Regions from separate parts of the Mus musculus genome. Here region 2 is linked to region 1. A link is a contact called in public Hi-C data. All regions are on one chromosome and are shown on one strand. The core of a region is the stretch at or near the end of the contact, and the rest is flanking DNA. Distances in the headings are between cores, read along the strand shown. Region 1 overlaps Tmem117 (transmembrane protein 117). Region 2 overlaps Tmem117 (transmembrane protein 117).

Region 1 (7,542 bases), core at 1,878-4,377:
CTAACTGTTTTCTCCTGATTATTAAACTAATGCAATTTTATATTTTTAAAAAAGATTATATATAAGTACACTGTAGCTGTCTTCAGACACTCCAGAAGAGGGCAACAGATCTCATTTCAGATGGTTGTGAGCCACCATGGGGTTGCTGGGCTTTGAACTCGGGACCTTCGGAAGAGCAGTCAGTGCTCTTAACCTCTGAGCCATCTCTCCAGCCCAGATGCTGTTCTATTTTAGGAAGAAAAGACAGCATAACTAAAATATTTAGAAAGAAAGAAAAGTGTCATTGCTTTTCCTTGTGTAAGATGAACATTATTACTTAGTTAACGCTGTGGTTTTAGTTTTTAGACTTCACCTTGATTCACTGTATAGGTCAACATTATTTTTCACTTAGTGCATCCATTTTTACAGAAACATCTTATTGGCATTTTAAATGAACATACCTTAAAAAAAAAAAGACCAAGTGGCTGAGCTGTTGTAGCATGGATCGTACTCCCTCCACTGTTCCTGCCGCTACAGCAGGAGCAGCCGTAATTTCATAGGACGGCTTCCCTTTGATCGTAGTTGACTCAGAGGTGGAAACTTTGCTCAAGATTACTGTGGTGCTTCCTTATTTTCTATAATAAATTGATTAGCACGTTTGGAGGCTTCAGTCAACAACTGATTGATTCCGTTGCTTTGGTACTGTCCTATGGTAAGTGTGTGGTAAGGCAGAAACACTCAATTCGTGGCTATGAAGCAAAAGAGAGGAAGATAAGAGAGCCAGGGACCCACAGTCACCTTTGAGGACACACCTTGAGTGACCTAAAGATGTTCTTCTAAGCCCTACTTCTTAAAGATCTCCATTTTCCATAGTTCTGCCCTGGGGACTGTACCTATAGCACATGGCTTTTAATATATACTCAGGGTCCAGTTCAAATATGTGTGCCTGTGTGTGTGTGTTTTGTATGTATGTATGTATGTGCATCTGTTTCTGTGTATGTCTCTGTATTTGTACGCGTATCTGTGTTTCTTTGTGTGTGTGTGTCTCTGTATGTTTGTGTGTGTGCACATGGCTGTGAGTGCCTCTCTGTGTGTGTCCCTTCATGTATGGTGTTGTCATGGATGTGGGTACCTGTTATATGTGGAGGTCAGTGGAAAACCTTGGGTGGTGATCTTCAGACACTTTCCACCTTTCTGCTGGAAGCAGGATCTCTCTCTCTCACTGGCCTGGAACTTTGCCGCACAGGTCAGGCTAGCTGGTCTGTGATGTTACAGAGCTCCTCTTGCTTCTGCCTCCCGCCTCACCATCCTTGGGATGGCACGTGCCCACCACCATTCCTGACCCTTTACATAGGTTCTGGGGATGGGAACTCAGGTCCTCCTCGTACTCCCAATGTAAGCAATTTTCCTAAGTGATAGCCCAAGCTCTCAGATTGTTTATTAAAACAAAAATGTAACCAAATAGACAAAACAATGAGGTTCAGAAGGACATCTTCACACACATGCACATGCACACGCAGACACAGACACAGACACACACACACACGCGCACACACACACAGAGAAGCACAGCCTTTGCTTATAATCACACCTATCATTGCTCTCTTGTTCCTCCCCTCAAAAGCTCCCCTTCTAACTTAGAGTCTGAGTGTGTGAGTGTGTCTCTGTGTGTGCATGTACGTGTGGGTGTGTGTACACATACATGTGAGTGTGCATGCATGTGTGTACGCATGTGTGTGTATGTGTGTATGTAAAATCAATTATTTTCATATGAGAAGATACGTATCTTTCTGAATGTGTCTTACTTCACTTAATATGATTTTCTTCTCAGTCGATTTCCATGTAATGAGATAATCACTTTTCTTATTCTCTTTATCTTTTCATCGAATGTTTGTTTCCGTATCGTGGTGCTTACGGACAGTACAAAGATAAACACGGATGCACAGGTATCTCTGGTGTGTGTTGATGGATCTCTTCTGGGATCTACCCAGGGGTGGTGTAGCTAGACCCTGGGCATTTGTGTTTTAAGTTTTTTGAGGACTGTCTGTGTTGAGCCTGCTGAGTTCTAATGCATCCTCAGGTGTTGAGGAGGCTCCTGCACTTGGGGCAGAAACTTAGAAACCACGAGCTTCCACTTAGCTTCCCATCCTTGCTGCTTTGGACAGCAAGAGGAGGTCTCCGAATGGTTCACGGTTGAAAGGCACCAAGCACCTGCCTTCCTCTGAGGCTGGCTTCACAGGCTCTGTCGGGTCTGTGTTTTATTTATTACCGGTTTTCATTATTCCTCCTTCGTGTGTATTTCTATGTGGGTTCCTTTCTTTTCCCTCATTTTCTTCATTCTCTTCCACTGGACTTTCCTCACAACCTTTACTTGTTGTTACTTTATTTTCCTAGATTCTGTAAGTTGCTGCGATAGCTATGAGGCGGCAGCATGACTTAACTAAGCTTCTGGTAAGGATACCTTGCATCTAAGCCCAAGAAGAGCATCCTTGGTCCTCGGTCTAGAGGATTCCTTGGTTTTCAGGCATCTGGGAGCATTGGCAGCTCATTTCAGAAAAAAGATGACTATAATGATAATTTATAAATGAGGAATTTGAAATCTTAGATGTAGATAGTGAAGTTATCATGGGATTTTGTTGTTGTTGTTGTTGTTTCCTCTTTGGCAGCTGTGTTTCTCTATGGACAGCTATGAGATCTGTCTGTGGAAGGCGCATCGTCCAAAGGCAGGGGTATGGATTAAAAAACGAACACTGGGATTAGGAGAGACTCATACATATTAATATTCGTAATTCATTTATTGATTCCTCAAGAACATATCACTTTCATGCCAGGAACTAACAGACTAACGTTGGCAGTTTAATAGACTAAAATGACATTTATGAATAGATTCTAGGTTTAAGGATCCCAAATCCTGCAGTTTTGAGATTCTCAAACAGGTGCGCCTCATTCTAATACCATGGAAGGGCTGTTTAAAGGATGTCTATTTGTGTTGAAAATGTAAACCACTAGAGGGCACTGTGGACAAACTTTTGTCCTTGTCGCTGTATTGGAGAAAGAACCTGCCAGAATTTAGTCAATTACCTATACCGTATGGCCCCTCTAGATTCATGTGTTTGAATGCTTGGTCCATAGGGAATGGCACTATCAGGAGGTGTGGCCTTTTTGGAGGAAGTGCGTCACTGTGTGGGTGGGCTTGGAGGGCTTAGATACAAGCTCAAGTCTGGCCAATGGGATCCAGTCTCCTCTTGGCTGCCTGTGAGATCCAGTCTCTTCCTGCTGCCTTCAGACCAAGATGTAGAACTCCCAGCACTCCTCCAGCACCATGTCTGCCTGGACTTTGCTATGTTTCCCACCATGATGATAATGGACTAAACCTCTGAAACTGTAAGCCAGCCCCAGTGAAATGTTTTCTTTACCAGAGTTACTCTGGTCATGGTGTGTCTACACCGCAATAAAAAACCTAAGACATCTGTACTGACCCAAATAATTGTTTGCAAAGTACTTCATAACACAGAAAGCAAAGTACTTTATAACTCAGAAAGTAGCAAATATATAGTATATATAGTATATATATATATAGTATATACAAATATATAGTATATATGTTCATAAGTCCTCAATATGCCATTATACAGTCCCCAATATAATTGTAGAACTCCATTTTTTTTTGCAGTGGGAAATTAACAATAATGATAACACATATAACCTTCCTAATATGGCTGTACAGCCCGTGTGGATCTGATATGGAGATTTTAGACTCCATACATGTATATCATTCATTCTCAGAAACATAAACAACAACAAAATACCCAGAAGACACCCCCCCCCCCCCACGGGGTTCACTTCCGGTTTTGGCAGGGACAGGGTTCATGAGTTCTGTCCCCAGGGCCCACTTGACAAATTGGCTTCCTGATGGCCGCTGCTCCACTTCTTCTGTGCTGTACTCTACCATTTCTTGATTCTTCCAAATTTCAACCCAGCCCATGGAGTTGTCCCTTATCCCCCTGCCCCAGGATGGCAAGCACAGTTTCTTATAATTACTGTCCACTGTCCAGCAGGAGCCTTCACTCTGACCATTCCTGTGGGAGCTGGCCTGTCCCCATGGTGCTGTAGAGTCTCTGTCTGCCTGCCTTGGAATGTGTCCCCAGGCTAACATCATCGTTACTTCAGAACCTTCACTGCTCGAGCCTGTATTTCAGCTGAGGATTTTAAACTATGTAGGAGAGAAAAATGTGAGTTAACAAGAGATGTGACAGGGAAGTGCATTTCAAATAAGCAGCCTAAAGCCCAGGGCTGGCGGGCTTAGGGGTGGGGCAGCATGTAGTAAGTAGCGCAGAGTGGCTCAGCTGGCAAAGGTACCTCCTGCAAAGCCTTAAGACTTGAGTTTGACCTCCAGGATCTACATAGCAGAAGGAGAGAAGTGAGTCCTATCAGTCATCCTCTGACCTCTTCACGCGTGTGGTGTCACACGCTCATAGACAAAATAAGTAAATAAATACAATGCCATAAAAACCACCAGGGTCAGGGAAGCAGCCTAGTTGATTCTGGGAAGGCAACTGTTCCTCAAGTCTTCTTGTCAAATGTCCTGATTTTTAGTGTTTTCTTTAGTTACAGGATTGTGTTTTCAGGGAGCAGGTGTGTCACTGTCTCCAGGGAGATGGCAGAGATATGGTTGGTTGCTTTTGTTTTGGCGAGATTATGAGAAGGAATGTTTAATAAAAGAGGGGCGTCCATCTCATCTTCCCGTTTAACATTCTACTGGAGGCGTTTCCACCTACACTTTCCACAAAGGGAGAAGATGTTATTCACGGAGCCTTTTGTGTGTGTGTGTGTGTGTGTGTGTGTGTGCATCTCAGATGATAAATAATTGAAAGTAAGGGTTGGCATCGTACTCCTTTTGCTTTCTTTTTTTAGGGTAATGAGAAGACAGATGGTACTTTTTCTGTAGATGCCAAAAAAAAAAAAAAAAAAAAAAGATATATAAAAAAAAAAAGAAAAGGAAAGAAAACCTCCCAAGTCTCACAGCTGTGGAACACAATCTTATGTGACTTGCACAATCAGTCTTGAGAGTCTATTGGCATCCCTCTTTAGCCCCTACCTATTTCAAGACCCAGAATGACAAGGGGAGTAATTTGCATACTCTGGATGTTTGTCATCAGAGACGGTTTGAGTCAAAGGCAGATTGTTGTGTGTGTAAAGTTAGTAACTGTATACAAAGCAAGAACCAAACCAGTCCAGCTGGTCAGCATGGATATTCTAATGGGTGGGATATTAGGACTATACACCATCCCACACTTTGAACTACCGTCTTGACTTTGGCTTGGTGGCTAAGCCGAATGACAATGTCTTCCTCAGGAAGGTAGGCGAGTTCTTCCTGTTGCGGTTTGGCTAGACAGACGAGGATCGTCTCTTCCTCACATGCGCCATTTAAAGAGAGACGCGGAAGTGACGGGGCTCCGAGTTTCTCAGGGTTCTTTTTAACATCTGACAAGTCTAAACGTTCCGTCTGCATAAGTCACATACTAATTAGTAATTAAACACCGTTATTTAATTAGACTATCTAGTTGGCGCATCACGCATTAATTACTCTCAGATTGGTGTGTGCCGGCTGTTCCTGGTGATGGGGCCCGCTCTGCTGGTTTGGTTCATGCTGTGTGCTGCAGCTGTGCCCAGGCACATCCCTTCTCTGCCGCCTTGAATTTGGGCAGGAAACATCCACATCGAGGAGACGGCAGTGGCCAGAGCTGGTCAGCTATCAATCTGAACGTTTGCAGAAGTCGAAGGAGGCTGAACGAAGGAATCTTCCCTTTAGGAGACCTACTGTGTTTTCTTTGGTTTGTGCTTTGGATTTTCTACCAGTTCTTTTGAAAACGACATGTGTACTCGAAGGAAAGGTCAGCGTTGTATCACATATGATGAATTCCCAACAGTTCTCAGCATCAGCAGGGCCTCTGGGACTCTCAGCTCTTTTCTAAAGATTATAGTGAACCTGGTGTGCTGGGTGAGACACATTTGAAAGAAATTTTAATCAGAGAGAGTCACGGTAATTCACTGTTATTTTAATAAAGAAAGGTACACTTGTTCACTATGAAAGTTACCCATTGTGCCATCTCGTCTGTTCCTTGTTAGAGAGGCAGGACCCAGCATTATAAATCCTCACAGTGTGTAATGAATTTTCAGCATCTCCTAGGACCTTATCAATTATTTCATCCCGAAAGTGCTCTCAATCATGAACTCTGCTCTTAGAGATGCACTTATACATCAGCAGATTTCATGAATGCCAGTGGTTCTGTCTGCATGGAGGTCAGAAGGGTTTGTGGAGTGTTTCTACAGGCTAATTATATTTTTGTTTGAAGGACAATTGTGTGTGGTGGGTTTTATGGTGGATAGCAGCCATGGCTTTGAATACATTTAGTCCAAACTCATCTGTGACCAGAGTCTTCCGTTCTCAAATATGCCGCATGTAAAACCCGGACATGGGTGGTATCCAGGAGATCCCTACATGGCAGGAATGCAGCCCTGTTTACTGGAAGGAAGTGATTTCTGCCGTCTGGAGGGTCCGTTCTGTTGGCTGGAGAGGCAGGGAGGTGAAATAGAGGTGCCAAGAGGTGTTGCTCATTCTTGGCTGCCATCAGTAAGAACAGAGGTTAGGGTCCAGATCTTTTATTACCTGCCCCGGGCTTCTCTTTACCACACATTTCTTCATTTCTTCTTCCTCCTCCTCTTTCTTCAAGATACCAAACATTTCATTTCCTCCCCTCAGAGCTCAGGGAACAGGGAGGTTGAGGAGGCAGAAAGATTGTAAGATCCAGAGGGGATAGGATGAAGGATGCCAGGAGAATAAGGCCCTCTGAATCACTGAAACAAGGCCCATACAAGCTCACAGAGACCAAAGCAGCACGTATTGGGCCTACAAGGGTCTGCACTATGTCCTCTATGTATAAATTGTAGTGCTCATCTTGGTATTCCTATGGGACTCTGAGCATGAGAAGGAGTGAATGTCTCTGACTCTTGTGCCTACTCTTGGGACTCTTTTCTCCCTGTTGGGTTGCTGTGTCTACCTTCATGATAGTTTTGCTTCGTCTGACTATTATTTTTTATTCAGCCATGTAGGTTGTTATCTCTTAGGAGCCTGTTCTTTCCTAACAAGAGACAGAAAAGGAGTGGATACAGAGGGGAGGGGCCCTGGGCAGGAACTGGGACAAGTAAAGGAAGGGAAAGTGTAATCAGGATATATTGTTTGAGAGAAGAACCCATTCTCAATAAGGGAAGAGCATTCAGAGTAGCTTATGATCAGTATAGTCGGGACCTGAAGTCACATTTGGTGTTTTTATTTCATAAATATTATTTGTTTTATTTCGGATTTTTTTTAAAAGATTGCAGTTTCACCAATCATTAGCAATAGTCATATAACATAAGCTATGCAAGGGATGTCATCCATGCCACATAGAAAGCTCCCTTAGTTGTCAGCGGATGGGATTCTGGCTCTTGGGAGCTCTAGATACACTTCAATAAAGCTTCCATGAACATAGTGTTTCGTCCCCTGAAATGTCTCTGTTGTTT
Region 2 (7,542 bases), core at 2,946-5,445, 300 kb after region 1:
CAGTGTGCTGAGACATCAGTTGGGAACACCTTCACATAGGCACCTGGATCTGAGTACCTGAATGCTTAGCTTACATTATCATTCCATAGTTCAGCCACTGCAGTAATTTCCTCACTGGGCTCTTATACCAGCCCTGTTCCCAGCACCAGGCTGGCCTGTCAGTTTCTGGCTCCTCCCAGGTGTCTTTGAACACACTTCTTCTGGCTGATATGATCCTTTCCTTTTCCTTCCTTCCGTCCTTCCTTCCTTCCTCCTTTTATCTTCCTTCCTGTCTTCCTCCTTTTCCTCCTTCCTTCCTCCTTTCTCCCATTTCTTTCTTTTTCTTCCTTCCTTCCTTCCTTCCTTCCTTCCTTCCTTCCTTCCTTCCTTCCTCCCTGTCTTTCTTTCTTTCTTTCTTTCTTTCTTTCTTTCTTTCTTTCTTTCTTTCTTTCTTTCTTTCTTTCTTTCTTTCTTTTTCTTTCTTTCCATCTCTCTTTCTCTCTTTCTTTCTCTCTTTCTTTTCTCTTTTTCCTTCCTTCCTTCCTTCCTTCCTTCCTTCCTTCCTCCCTTCCTTCCTTCCTTCCTTCCTTCCTTCCTTCCTTCCTTCCTTCTTTCCTTCCTTAAGTTAGGGTTTCACTATGTAACTCTGGCTGTTCGGGCACTCTATATAGACCAGGCTAGCCTTGAACTCAGAGAGCTCCCCTGTCTCTGCCTACTGAGAGTTGGAATTAAAGTTGTGTCCCACCAGACCAGTCCCCGGCTAAAATCCACTTTCTGTCTTTCATGGGCGTCAGTCTCCACATGAGGATCGCCTGAAAAGAAGTTTCCTTCCCACTACAGCACCTGGGGCCAACCCATTACTTTGGATCCCCTTTTCCTGCCTTAATTCAGAATGCTTATCACTATGTAACATCATATTTCACCCGTGGATAGACTTTTCAGCTATAGTATAGACAGTCCTGGAAAAAAATTGTAATTCTAGAAACGAAGCCATCGTAACCAAGTTCGAAGGTCACTTATCTCTGTCTCCATGGTACATTTTGATCCCCTTTCTGTTTGATCCTCTTTCTGTTGTGAGGAGCACGTTTTCATATTGACTCTTTCCCCCCACAGAACCGTACCATCAGTCCTTTTGTTCATGAAGATAAATGACCACAGTATTAAATTTAAAATTTACTAAGGACAATAACAGCTACTTTGTATCAGTGAGCAATTAATTCTCCCATATAGCTCACAGAAGAAATCAGCCATTCAGACAATTGAATGTCACCATTGCTGGCAGCATGTGCACAGCCAGCCAGGTTGCAGCAGTGACATTTGTACCCAAAACAATAGAGCAGAGAATGATCAGGGGACTGTGCTGTGTCCTACAGCCAGTGTCTGAAAACAGTACAAATGCTCTAATGAATTTCTTCCACTGGACTTCATTCTTTCTGTGGAAAGGGAATTCTTTTGAGTATCGGGCAAGCAAAAACACACAGTTAACATTCACTCTTTTAAGGCATGCCAAGTAAGGGCTGGAGACATGACTCAGCAGTCAAGAGCACTGGCTGCTTTTCCATATGATCCAGGTTCAATTTCTAGCACACACATGCTGGCTTACATCTTTAACTCCATTTCAGTGGGGTCCTACTCCCTTTTCTGGTTTCCATGGGTACAAGGTATGCACATAATAACACAAACAGGGAGACAAAACAATAACACACAAAATAAAAATATGTGAATCTTTAGAAAGAGCAAGTGCTAAGTAGGTTGGGATTGACAGACCTTGGAAGGTAAAGCTGAAATGAGCCATTGCTGTGTTTCTTTGAATACAGCGCTACCTCTCACTGCTGTCTTCTTAGCCAGCCATTGCGCTCTCCTCTTCTTTCCCCAGGAGTCTCTAAGATGTTAAGCACTCCCTCCCTCCTGCTCCTGAACTGTGTTGCCCCAGTCAGGGTTATTGATTTCCCATTATTCCTAGAGGCCACATGATGCATTTCCATTAGTGTAAACACTTTTAAGACCGGCTTTTATTTGTCCTTCCTCACATCCATCTGCCAGGGCAGGGCATCGGTTTGCTTCCAGTTTGGAGTGTAAAGGAATGATGTTTTCAGGGTCTAGATGTACTGAAGCTTGTTTGTAAAAAACCTACTGCTTCCTCACTACAGCCTTGAGGCAAGTTCTCTTAAAAGTAATAGAGTGTAGTTAACTTTTCAGACCTGCTCTGGGCTAGATTGGTGTTTTTAGAGGTAATAAACGAATACTTACAACTCGCTGATGTATGCTCTCTTTAGAATTAGCTGGGGGAAGTGTGTGGACTTCTGAGAGAAAGTAAACAAAAACACAGTTCATGAAGGAAGAAAACGATCACAAACCACACCCTTGTGGTTAACTTGATCGATCATTTAGGAGACAACGATTTTTCTAGTTTGGGGGTATTTGGAAATAGAAACACATGAAAAACATCACATTCTGGGCTGGAGAGGTGGCTTAGAAGCTCAGAGTGCTGGCTGCAGTTGGAGAGGACTTCAGTTTGGTTCTCAGCACTCTAGTTCCCAGGGGATTCTATGCCGCCTTCTCATCTCCACGGGTGCTAGGGACATGCGTGGTACACATCCATCCATTCAGGAAAACAACATACACGCAAAATAAAATGGATTATTCTTTAAGAAGAAAAGAGAGAAAGTTACATTCATTAAAACATTTCAGGAAAGGGTATGGATTTGTTTTACAGATCAGTGAAGCATCCCTGCTCGGAGTTGGCTAAAACCTCCCTCAAACAGAAAATCAAGAAATCCATTCCCCCTCAATTAAATACTTTACACAGCTCATAAGGTTATAGAACAATTTCTCTTAAGGAAGTAAAAAGAGTGACAATGAAGAGAAGCTATGAATGTGACATGAGGAGAGGGTGGGTATCAGGGGACAGGTGAGGCCAGCTTCCAGCCACCCCTCTCCTGAGCATCCTTTACAGTTACAACCAAGCACCTGTGATGTTCTAGCTTGGCCTCAACATACCTGCCAGACCCCAGTGTGGGAAATAACCCTCCCACAATTCTACCTCAAATGCCTTCTACACTTAGTCTCTGGTTCTCTGACTTAGTTTGACAAGTCTCATAGCTTCTTTCCTTTAAAGGGTGACAAGAAAGATGACTCCAAACATCCTTGATCAATTCTCCAAACATCTTCAGTATTTATTCTTGCCTTTCACCATAGTAGTGTCAGGGTTCTCTAGAGGAAAAGACCCATTAGAAAATATGTGTATTCATGTGTGTGTGTGTGTAATTTATATATGTATATTAAGAGGATTTATTAGAGTGCCTTACAGACTGTGTAGGCAAGCAGGCAGAAAACAAGAGCTTCCTTCTCCCATGTCCTTTTATGTCCTAAATCTGGCTGCCACCAGATGGTGTGGCCCAGATTTAGGGTGAGTCTTCCCACTTCAAATGATCCAAAAATAGGTGGGTCATCCCTCCTTAAATAATTCAATCAAGAAAAATTCCTCACAGGTGTGCCCAACTACTTGAGTTTTAGTCAACTCCAGATGTTCATTGACAGCCAAGATTAGCCATCTTATCTACCCTCGCTAATGATCTACTTTCTTCTTTTCTTTGTGATCTTTGCAAATAGCTTAAACTGCATGTCACTATGTTCAAGGTCTCACTGAAGCTGGATGATAAGGACAAAACAAAACACCCAGTTTTTCAACGTTTCAGATGTTGGAGTGATGCATAATGATCACTGTGCTATTTCTCATACCCAAATCCACTCCGTGCTTCCACTCCCAGAAACACAAAAGGGATCACGTTGCCCTTTTAGCTTTCAGAGCTCATTGTTCACCATTTACACAAATACTTGAGTTCCTACCATATGCTGAGTTGAATTCATGTATTGAGAATACAGCAGTTATCAAAACATGGAAAAGTCACCTAAGCTCCCTGGAGCTTATCTTTCAGTGGGGATGATGGGCAAGGCCAATGAATAAGCAGAGCCTACTGTATAACAAGGCTTCTGAGAATTAATTCAGCCAAGTATTCCTATGGCAACTTTGCCAATCAGGAGCAAGGGATTGTTGGAGAGGAAAATAGCAGGCTCTCTGGCTTCTTAATAAGAAGCAGAAATATCACCCAAAGCATAAGAACAATTCTTCAGGCTGCTCGCTGTCATGCTGTCATCTGGAATCCTGTTGCTAGGACACTGGCAAGCATAGAAGAGCTAAGGACACATTGCAAGCTGGGGAGGTTTTGGGTGGAATGGTGTCCTGTTATTCACATTCTGCATTCAGTTCTGAAATATGCATGAATAGAGATGAGCTAAGAAAGAAATATGCCTGTAAAGTTGACTTTGAAATCATCTGAAGCCTGATAATATAATGCTATAAAAAGGAAGATAAAAAACTATTAAATTGAGGATGAGTTGATGTTTTATAGTAACATTTTAGAGTCTATTGTCAATTCTATCACGACATGACTGCTGCACTCACAAAGTCACTGCACTATGATTACTGCCCAGGACTCACACAAGAGTGGGACTGTCAGCATTCTGTCATATGTGGGCAAGGGACACAGGAAGCCTCATTCTCACCTAAGGGTCTATGTGCATGTAACGGCTGCTGAGGGGGGGGGGGGAAGTGTCTTTTCTTTAGTGGTCTCGTCACTGGTAAGTTGCCCTTCTCCAATAAATTCCTTCCCATTTGTGCTTACATAAGCAACTAGAACTCAACTCAGTGGGTTATGAAAGCAGCCATCAAAGTAGGAGAATTTATTGGAAAGAAGGGCTTCTGTGGGGGGAGAGGACGAGGGAGGAATGAACAAAAGTCACTACATATGTGAATAAGACTGTCAAATAGTAAACCAGAAACAAGGAAAGTTTCTACTTATCAACTTTTTAGTAAGACCTATTCTTTCCCTTAATTACCGCAAAAACCAATTGATCAATCATGAACCCAGAAAATCGAACATTTCTTTGCTTTTACTCTGGCTTTAGTTTGTTATGATAAAGTAATAATGGTTATTAATTTTTTTGGTCAATTTCTTACCTAAATAGACACAGGGAATCATTATTTTATCACTGGGGAATTAAAAACAGTGAATGCTTTAAACTTAAACTCCTCTGAATGACACCCAGCCCTTTTCCTTGAGATTCCCCAAGGAAGCGCTGAGAAATGACTCCACAATGTTCCCAAGACAGTGTAATCTAGATGCACAGTACTGCTGCTAAATCCTGCCCAAATATGGTCTGTGAATAGCAGGGATCACGAACTGACTTTCATTGCTACAGACAGAAGTAGACCATAGTAAGAAAAGTAGACAACTGTCATGGCACATCTCTTTTATTTTCCGTGGGAAATATACTCATCCGAATGAAAATTAACCGTATGTCGTCTGTGAACGGATGCAGAGTTGGAGACATGTCTACACTTGGTACATCCTCATGAGCTGTTGAGAACTGGAGCGGCTTGGTACTGTGTGCCTAACTCACTCTCATCACTGAGAGATCTCTGCAGCTGCTGCTGGCTTCAATAGTAGAGAGCAGTACCGAGGCCCCAGATTGATAGCAATTTCAAAGAACAAAACAATAATATGCCACTTCAGGAGGATGAGCTTCTGGCTCCTGGGCTTGCTAGCTGCACACATTTCACCTGGTTGTACTCCTCCTACTGTATGTATTTAGTTCAAATGATGTCATTGACAGTCACGTACAAGGCAAGCAAGCTGTGACTCCTGATACCTCTCTATGCAATGTGTACTTACGATGGCTGTGCATTTATGGTAACAATGCTATGACATCCCCAGTGTTTGCTTGCAGTCATTCATCTGTTCCTTGTCCCACTCACTGGAGTCTAGAGAGAAGGAAAGAGTCCCCAGGGAAGTTATTTATGGAGAAAAAAATTAAAGTTGGTCTTATGCTAGGGTGAGGTGATGCTACTAACACCCACTCAAAGAGGGAAGGAGCTCCAACCCCCTATGACTAGCTTCTAGCAGGAGCTAAGCTAGTGATCATGGTTAATTCTGAGGCCAGGCACACAAAGCCAATAAAAAGGCCAGCAGTGAGATAAAACCAGGAAGCCATGCTATGTTTCTATGGTCAGAGACAGTCGGGATGAGCAGCAGTGAGATAAAGCCAGGAAGCCATGCTATGTGTCTACGGTTAGAGACAGTCGGGATGAGCAGAAAGCATCTAGGCTTTGGAACCAGGAAGTCTAAGCTATCCTGCGTGGCTCTTGTGTCACTTGAGACTAGTGACTCAATCATAGCATAGCCAAATATTCTCATCTATGCATGCATACATACACACACACACACCTACCTCAGTTATTTCTGGAAGTCACCATGCGGAAACTCCTATTTTAAGAGAACTCGGCAAGCTTTTGTTTTCTTATTTTCCTGCTAAGATGGCATTGACAGTCACGTACAAGGCAAGCAAGCTGTGACTCCTGATACCTCTCTATGCAATGTGTACTTACGATGGCTGTGCATTTATGGTAACAATGCTATGACATCCCCAGTGTTTGCTTGCAGTCATTCATCTGTTCCTTGTCCCACTCACTGGAGTCTAGAGAGAAGGAAAGAGTCCCCAGGGAAGTTATGTGCTATGCTCTGTCCCCTTTGGTCTCTTGCTCCTCCCTTGCACTTTCCCTGCTTCCCTTCCCCCTTCTCTTCCCATCCCCCCCTCCCCCACATGCTCATGGCCAGCCTCTCTCTACTCTTGTCTTCTCTCCTCTCTTCTCTCTCTCTCTCTCTCTCTCTCTCTCTCTCTCTCTCTCTCTCTCTGCCTTTCTCTATCTCTTCTATCCTCTTAACTTCTCCCTCCCCATGCCCTGAATAAATTCTATTCATTCATATATATATGCATACATACATATATACACACACACATTATATATATAACTACTGCTACATGCATGTAGGAGAGGTGTCTCTCTCCCTTTTGCCCTAAGAAAGTAGCCTCAAAACCTCTGCTCTGACCCAAGCCCTAGTCAGAGGCATCAGGGTGACCTCTATTATGCAATGGATGGGGATAGACAGGAAAAGAAGGCCTTTTTTTGTCTTTACCATAGCCAGTGTGAAACAGAACCATCAGTTTCCTCCACTGTCTCTCAGGTTAAACCAAATGAATGATGCTAGGAAACCAACCATGCTTATTGACCATACCTGTGTCTCTTCCTCTGTCTCTGTCACTGTGGAGGTTGCTGCTTAGGCGTGATCTCATGCTTCCAGGAAGTATATGAAGTCAATAGGTTCAACACTGACCTGTAAATGAAGTATCTGAAACCTGGGGAGACAAAAAGTGCCCTCCTCTCTTCCCTTTGCCTTCTGGTTTAAATACTTGTGATTCAACAAACTTCAGATAAAAAATTTTCACTAAAAGAAGCTCAAAATGGTGTAGCAATTACTATGATTGCCATTCCACTGCAAGCCAAGGTAGACCAGATGTATGCTGACTCAAAATGAGGTGTCTGAAGAGGAATGGGGAGTGAGAATTGCAAACATTAAAATAAAGGGGATGGAAATACAAAAATTAAAATAATAAAGGGAAAATGAACTTAGGAAATCGGATTAAGTAAAAGAGTTTTGAAAC

The links. Hi-C and Micro-C count contacts between places; a contact is called where the count stands out from the background.
Region 2: a Hi-C map of cortical neurons shows a contact between it and region 1, with 2.2 times the contacts expected there. The contact joins two enhancer-like sites. A contact is called at or near these places in 4 of 484 Hi-C or Micro-C datasets (cerebral cortex and cortical neurons) and 1 of 115 datasets of contacts at active chromatin or transcription factors (differentiating embryonic stem cells).

The regions. Positions count from the first base shown.
Region 1 is chr15:94,766,329-94,773,870 of GRCm38.p6, forward strand. All of the region lies in intron 3 of Tmem117 (transmembrane protein 117), which reads left to right. Among named protein-coding and RNA genes, the nearest start is that of Gm25546, 89 kb to the left of the region's middle. Within about 2 kb of position 3,128, at least 9 of the 459 cell types and tissues checked have an H3K27ac peak or open chromatin away from gene starts, as enhancers often do. A contact at or near this core is called in cortical neurons, where this site is marked.
Region 2 is chr15:95,064,861-95,072,402 of GRCm38.p6, forward strand. The region is part of intron 6 of Tmem117 (transmembrane protein 117); the gene reads left to right. It overlaps Gm30810 (a long non-coding RNA gene), which reads right to left. Exons shown (of 4, transcript XR_384360.4): 3 at 7,116-7,542; 4 at 1,125-6,516. Among named protein-coding and RNA genes, the nearest start is that of Gm30810, 11 kb to the right of the region's middle. Within about 2 kb of position 4,196, at least 11 of the 459 cell types and tissues checked have an H3K27ac peak or open chromatin away from gene starts, as enhancers often do. A contact at or near this core is called in cortical neurons, where this site is marked.